2 separate regions of the Mus musculus genome follow, and region 2 is linked to region 1. Evidence: chromatin contacts called from public HiChIP or PLAC-seq data. All regions are on one chromosome and are shown on one strand. The core of a region is the stretch at or near the end of the contact, and the rest is flanking DNA. Distances in the headings are between cores, read along the strand shown. Region 1 has its middle 20 kb from the start of Meak7. Region 2 has its middle 23 kb from the start of Klhl36.

Region 1 (3,329 bases), core at 587-3,086:
GAAAGGCTCCGGAAAGCAAGACTGGACAGTAGCCCAAGCCTAGGGGTGCCCTACAGGCCTCAGGGCTGGGCAGGCAGTGTTCACTCATCCAGGCCACAGTACAGGGCAGGTGCTCATTTACTCTGCTAGGAGTCTCTCTCTGAGCAGAGGTGATATTGTCAATTTTATTACACTGACAGAGATGTGGAGATGGGTGAACACCGGGCAGCAAAGGAACTGGTCAGGCCCTGAGCTATCAGGCGGCAGACAGAGAAGGCTGGAACACACACAGACCTCTGGGCTGGGTTATTTGGGAGGGGTTTATGTGTCTGTTCTTAGTACAAGGCCCCAAGTTCCCTGGGTGGCTCTCCTAACACTACTGACCATTCCAGCCTTGGCTCAGCACATGTGGGAGAAACCTGTACTTGTCTAGTCTCTGGTATGACCCATTTGGGGTGATCTGACAGGATCCTTGCTCTCTCTGTGTGTCAGAAGGGCCACCCTGCCCGAGTGCACCAAGGCATAGCTGTCTACAGAGTTGCTCCTCAGACCACAGTGTGCTAGGATGAGAACATTCATCGGTAGGTAATATAAGCAGGTGACACACTTACTCCATGAGCTGCCACCATAGAGAACATTGACAGCTGGCACAGTTGACAGGGGTCGCTCTGTGCACTATAGATGCCCATCAGATGCCAGGAGTGCCAGACACTCACAAATGCATCCAGACCTCTGGTTCACTTTGTTATTATTGCATGCATATGTGATGCTTGGGTACAGTGTGGATCTCCCAGGATGTGCACCGAGGTCGGAGGATAACTTTGTGGATTCAGTTCTCTCCTTCCACCTTTACGTGGCTTCCAGGGGTCAAACTTGGGCCGCCAGGCTCACCAGGCACCTTTACCTAATGAACCATCTCACCAGCAGGTTATCACTATGTAGCCCAAGCTAAAATGTAAACTGCTATCTTCCTGCCTCAGTTTCCCAAGTGTTGGGGTCATGGGCATGTGCCACCACATTAGCTGCAGGTCACTTTCTATGACAAGCAAAGAGAGATAGAGACAAGGGGGAATGGCACACACAGAGCTATGACCTTACACTCCACAAGTTTTAATGGAGTTCTCGCCCCATGCCTGAGTTATCCTCAATACCAGCGACAGGGTCCTTGACATGAGACCCAGGCTCAAAATAATAAACAACTGGGTGCCGAGTCTGCAGTAGGGCACAGGTGATGTTCTAGAAGAGGGTCTGGAAAACTCTTAGTGATGAGGTATCTGACATGGCAGAGACCTGTGTGGACGAAAGCATCAACTCGATCCAGGCAGCGAGGGAGATGTGAAGGAGCCCAGAGCAGGCTGATGCTCCTGTCTCTACTTCCCAGGCTTCTCTGTGCAAGTCGGAGCCTGTTGAGGAAGCTCGTGTCTGTAACAAGGTGACTGGGGTGCGACAGGGATGCCCTGTCTGTGAGAGCAGAGATCACCACTCTGGCCCTGAGCAGTGGCAACTTTTTTCTATATTGTAGACCTGGGCAGAGAAAGCAGGGAATCTGACATGGAGAGCAAGCGCCTCGCTCTGGAGACCACGGCGACCTGAGCATCTCCACCTGTCGAACTGAAACAGTTGGGGAATGTTCTGGAATGTTCCTTAACGGACAGTTGCAGAGATCACAGAAGGAGGAGGAGGCAGGGGTGGGGAGGAGAAATGGACCAGAACACTTGCTGATCCAGCAGATCCATGTTCAAACCCCACTCCCAGCTCTCCGTGCCTCAGGCTCCTCCTCTTCTGTAGAATGCTTCCCCTCTGCCACTAAACCCACGTGACACCCCAAAAATCAAGCGGAAGTCCCGCCTCTTCACGTTGCTAGGCAGCCATGACAGGGGAGGCTATTGCTGCCCTCATCCAATGGAGATCTGACTCCTCAGCTGCAGCTCAGAGGCACAGAGGACCCTCAGGCAGCCGGGGGCAGGCACCTGCAGACTGTCAGTGAAGGTGGGGGCTGGAGTTCACATGGCTGCCAATTTTTGGGCTTTGATGGCATTGTCAAGTTGACTCTGGGCATAGCATCCACAGGCCAGGTCTGAAACCCCCAGAATTAGGGAAGTTAGGGAGTTAGGGTGAGCTCTTCCCTCCACCTGAGGCCCCTGGCACTGTGGCTGCCCTGACATCTTGCTCACCGACCTGCTCTCGGCAGGCATTTCATTTCCCTCTGTTCTTGGCTCAGCGGCACTCAGCCCCCCACACTCTCAGCCCAGCTCCCAGGCAGAAGCGGTCAGGACCCTCCTGTAAGCATCTGCTCAGGACCTAATAAAAGCACGAAAGCAATCCCAGGCTCTCCAAGTCAGACAGGATGGGGGCGGGGCTAAGGGGGCGGGGCTCCAGACACCCCAAGGAAAACAACATCCAGGCTCGCTCAGCTTTCATGCAGTGCCATGGAAACGGGCCCAGGGAATCAGGCAGCTGAAGAGAATGTTCTAGAATCTGTGAAAGGCCTGGCAGGAGTATGTGGGACCCAGAGACAAAGCTGGGTATATCTGTCTCGAGCTTTATAGGACTCCCACAACCTGGAGCCCCACTGTCCCCTCACCCCTTGTTCTGGCTAAATGGGACAGTGTGGGAACACTGGCTGCCTGATCCCCACACCCTCCCCACTGGCCTAAACAATTCAGGGGTGTTTGGGAGAAATGCCAATCACTTAAATATCCCAGGTTGGGGTTATCTTGAAAGTTAGGAGAGACCAGGTGGTGGTGGTGCACGCCTTTAATTCCAGTACTGAGGAAGCAGAGGCAGGTGGATCTCTGGGTTGGAGACCAGCCTGTGAGGCCAGGCTACAGAGTGAATGCTGGAACAGCCAGAGTTGTACAGAGAAATCCTCTGTGTGTGTGTGTGTGTGTGTGTGTGTGTGTGTGTGTGTGTGTGAGAGAGAGAGAGAGAGAGAGAGAGAGAGAGAGAGAGAGAGAGAGAGAAACAGGGAGGGTAGGGAGGAAAGAAGGAAAAGAGAAAGAGAGAGGGAAAAACATGGGAGGGAGAGCAGGAGGGAGGGAGGAAAGGCAGACAGGAGACCTAGGTACACACAGCCACAGGAACGTGCAATGGGGAGGAGGGATAGCCACCTGTCTTAGGGTTTTGCTTTTGTGAACAGACACCATGACCAAGGCAACTCTTATAAGGACAACATTTAATTGGGGCTGACTTACAGTTTTCGTGGCTCAGTTCGTTATCATCAAGGTGGGAGCGTGGCAGCTTCCAGGCAAGCATGGTGCAGGAGGAGCTGAGAGTTCTACATCTTCATGTGAAGGCTGCTAGCAGAATACTTAAGCTTCCAGGCAGCTAGGATTAGGGTCTTAAAGCCA
Region 2 (3,248 bases), core at 723-3,222, 87 kb after region 1:
AAAAAAAAAAAGTGTGGTTCTCCCCGGGCGGTGGTTGCGCATGCCTTTAATCCCAGCACTTGGGAGGCAGAGGCAGGCGAATTTCTGAGTTCGAGGCCAGCCTGGTCTACAGAGTGAGTTCCAGGATAGCCAGGGCTACACAGAGAAACCCTGTCTCAAAAAAAAAAAAAAAAGTGTGTTTCTCAAAAGGAGGCAAATACACCCGAGAGGAGTAGAGGGCAGGAAATAATCAAACTCAGGGCTAAAATCAACCAAACAGAAACAAAAAGAACTATATACAGACTCAACAATCAATAAAACCAGGAGCTGGCTCTTTGAGAAAATCAACAAGGTAGATAAACCCTTAGCCAGACTAGCCAGAGGGCACAGAGACAGTATCCAAATTAATAAAATCAGAAATATAAAGGGAGACATAACAATGAAATATATCTTAAAATAATTATTCTGTTTGTTGAATATAAACAATTGAAAATATTAAAATCATGTTCTCAAAAAAAAAAGAAAGAAAGAAAGAAAGAAAAAAAAAGTGTGTTTCTCATTCTACAGGCTATGGGCCAGCAGTGTTAACCTAGACCCACTAAATTAAAAACACAGCAAACTGTTTTAACATGATTCCAGGTAGCCCTGATGTACACTTAAGATATCACAATATAGGGATTATGGTGCCGTTTCTGGCTGGATGGTGGTGCTAAAGCCACAAGCAGGGAATTCCGATATTGCCTAGCAATGGGAAAGAGGTTGACTCAAGCATGGCCCTTATCTCACAGACAGCTGACAGCCAGGCATGGTGGCGCACACGTCTTTAATCCCATTATCCAGCAGTAGCAGCAGGTGGATATCTGAGTTCAAAGCCAACCTGCTCTACAGAGCAAACTCCAGGACAGCCAGGGCTACACAGAGAAACACACACACACACACCCCCACACACACACAAAGTTATACACTTAAAGAGTTCATTAAATAGCATATGAATTGGGCTGGAGAGATGACTCAGCAGTAAAGAGCACTGACTGCTCTTCCTAGAGGTCCTGAGTTCAATTCTCAGCAAACACATGGTGGCTCACAACCATCTGTAATGAGATCTGACGCCCTTTTCTGGTGTGTCTGAAGACAGCTACAATCAATATATATATATATATTAAATCTTTTGAAAAAATAGCGTGTGAATTATCTCTCAAAAGGCCATTTACAGAACTAAGCTAATTAAAGCAAAATCACACCCGATTCTCCTCATCCTGTTGGCTCCAAAGAGCTATAGGTTGCAAGCCAGGACTTGAGATTTTTTTTGAAATATTTATTTTATTTTATTTTTTTAATTTCATGTGCATTGGTGTTTTGCCTGCCTGCATGTCTGTGTGAGGGTGTCGGATCCTCTGGAACTAGAGTTACGCACAGGTGTGAGCTGCCATGTGGGTGCTGGGAATTGAACCTGGGTCCTCTGGAAGAGCAGTCAGTGCTCTTACCTTCTGAGCCATCTTTCCGACCCCAAAGACTTCTTTCTAACAAGGGGACCAGCAAGATGGCTCAAGGTAAGGGCCACCAACCTAAGGGATCAATCTAAGTTTGCTCCCTGGAACTCATGGTGGCAAGAGAAACAACTGTGTAAGTTGTCCTTGTAACCCCACAGGCACATGGTGTGGCCTGTGCCTCTCCCCCAAAATAAATAAATAACATTTTAAACAGGAGCTTGCATGGCTGCCTTAGGACACCTTTCGTCCATCCAGATGGCCGTGTAGAGCTGCAGTCCTCAGTTCTGGACCAGCTTGGGCTAGGGACACTCTCCCTGCCCTTCATGCCGTAGGGAACCTCTCTGGACCCACAGCCCTTCCTTGATACCCAGCCAACAGCCAACAGCCATGCCTGGTTTGTTCCGATCAAAGTCCAGTCTTTCTATTAGGTAAGCCCAGGCTGCTGTGGTAGCTGGCGAGTCCTGGCTTGATGCTGCAGTGACCTCAGGAGCTCACACCTGCTGTCTGGGGAGGAAGACAGCTCTGGCTGCCCTTTCCTGTTGACACAGCAGGAAGCCCTGGGGTCTGGCCCAGGCCCTTTGAGCTAAGCTCCGACAAGCTCTGGCTTTGTTCCCAGTTTATCAGGCTGCCTCTGCCTGTGATTCATCCCCCTGAGCCCTTGCATAGGCTCTTCAGACATCCAAAGGGGCTAAAAAATACAGTCCTGACTTCTGAGGCTCTTGTGCTCCCAGCTAGCATTCAAGAGACCTGGTCTCCAGTCTCTGTCCGTCACCCCTGCCCACAGCTCAAAGTCTAGCTCCGGTTTCAGTTTTACAAAACTCCAGCCCAGGATGGCCTAGCCACTCATTCAGTAGCTAGCCCCCACAGACCTCCAGCTCCCTGCCATCCAGCCTCAACCTCCCAAGTGCCGAGATCACAGGTGTGGACTACCATACATTTTTCTTTTTATTCATTCATTCATTCATTCATTCATTCATTCATTCATTTTTTGTTTATTTGAGACAGGGTTTCTACGTGTAGCCCTGTCTGTCCTGAAACTCCCTCTGTAGACCAGGCTGGCCTGGAACTCAGAGGTCCAACTACTTCTGTCTTCTGATAGCTGGGATAAAGGGTGTGTGCCACTACCACCCTGCCTTAAGATACTTTTATTTGTTTGTTTGTATTTTGTGTGTTTCTGTGATTGTGTGCGCTTGAGTGCAGTGCCCATAGAGGACAGAAGAGGGCCTCAGATTTCCCCTGGAGCAGGTGCTGGGAACCTAGAAATTTAAGTCTTTTCAGAAGAGCAACAGCTGTTAACCACTGAACCATCTCTCTGGCCCCCTGCCTGGCCTTTTTTTTCTTTTTCTTTTTTTTTTTTTTACAGATGTATTTATTTATTTATTTATTTATTTATTTAATGTATATGACTACACTGCAGCTGTCTTCAGACACACCAGAAAAGGGCACTGGATTCTGTTACAGATGGTTGTGAGCCACCATCTGGTTGCTGGCATTTGAACTCAGGACCTCTGGAAGAGCAGTCAGTGAACTTAACTGTTGAGCCATCTCTCCAGTCCCCTGGCTGCTGCTGCTGCTGCTGCTGCTGCTGCTGCTGCTGCTGCTGCTGCTACTGCCTTCTTCTCCTCCTACTCCTCCTCCTCTTCTCCCTCTTCCTCTTCCTCTCCTCCTCCTCTCCTTCTCCCTCTCTCTCTCCCTCTCCTCCTCCTCCTCCTCCTCTTCCTCCTCCTCCTCCTTCTTCTTCTTCTAAATTTTATTGTCTTAAGCGTATGAATTTATGAA

The links. HiChIP or PLAC-seq counts read pairs in DNA pulled down with a chosen protein or histone mark.
Region 2: a contact with region 1 is called in an H3K27ac HiChIP or PLAC-seq map of epiblast stem cells. The contact joins two enhancer-like sites. A contact is called at or near these places in 7 of 39 promoter capture datasets (the 3T3-L1 cell line, the C10 cell line, embryonic stem cells and 3 more), 5 of 15 datasets of contacts at CTCF or cohesin (CD8 T cells, the G1E-ER4 cell line, embryonic stem cells and 2 more), 47 of 484 Hi-C or Micro-C datasets (the C2C12 cell line, the G1E-ER4 cell line, the HL-1 cell line and 22 more), 14 of 115 datasets of contacts at active chromatin or transcription factors (the HPC-7 cell line, Th17 cells, astrocytes and 9 more) and 1 of 9 other capture datasets (embryonic stem cells).

Annotation. Positions count from the first base shown.
Region 1 is chr8:119,796,530-119,799,858 of GRCm38.p6, forward strand. No RefSeq gene overlaps it. Among named protein-coding and RNA genes, the nearest start is that of Meak7, 20 kb to the left of the region's middle. Within about 2 kb of position 1,837, at least 180 of the 459 cell types and tissues checked have an H3K27ac peak or open chromatin away from gene starts, as enhancers often do. A contact at or near this core is called in astrocytes, differentiating embryonic stem cells, epiblast stem cells and 2 more, where this site is marked.
Region 2 is chr8:119,883,804-119,887,051 of GRCm38.p6, forward strand. No RefSeq gene overlaps it. Among named protein-coding and RNA genes, the nearest start is that of Klhl36, 23 kb to the left of the region's middle. Within about 2 kb of position 1,973, at least 101 of the 459 cell types and tissues checked have an H3K27ac peak or open chromatin away from gene starts, as enhancers often do. A contact at or near this core is called in astrocytes, differentiating embryonic stem cells, epiblast stem cells and 2 more, where this site is marked.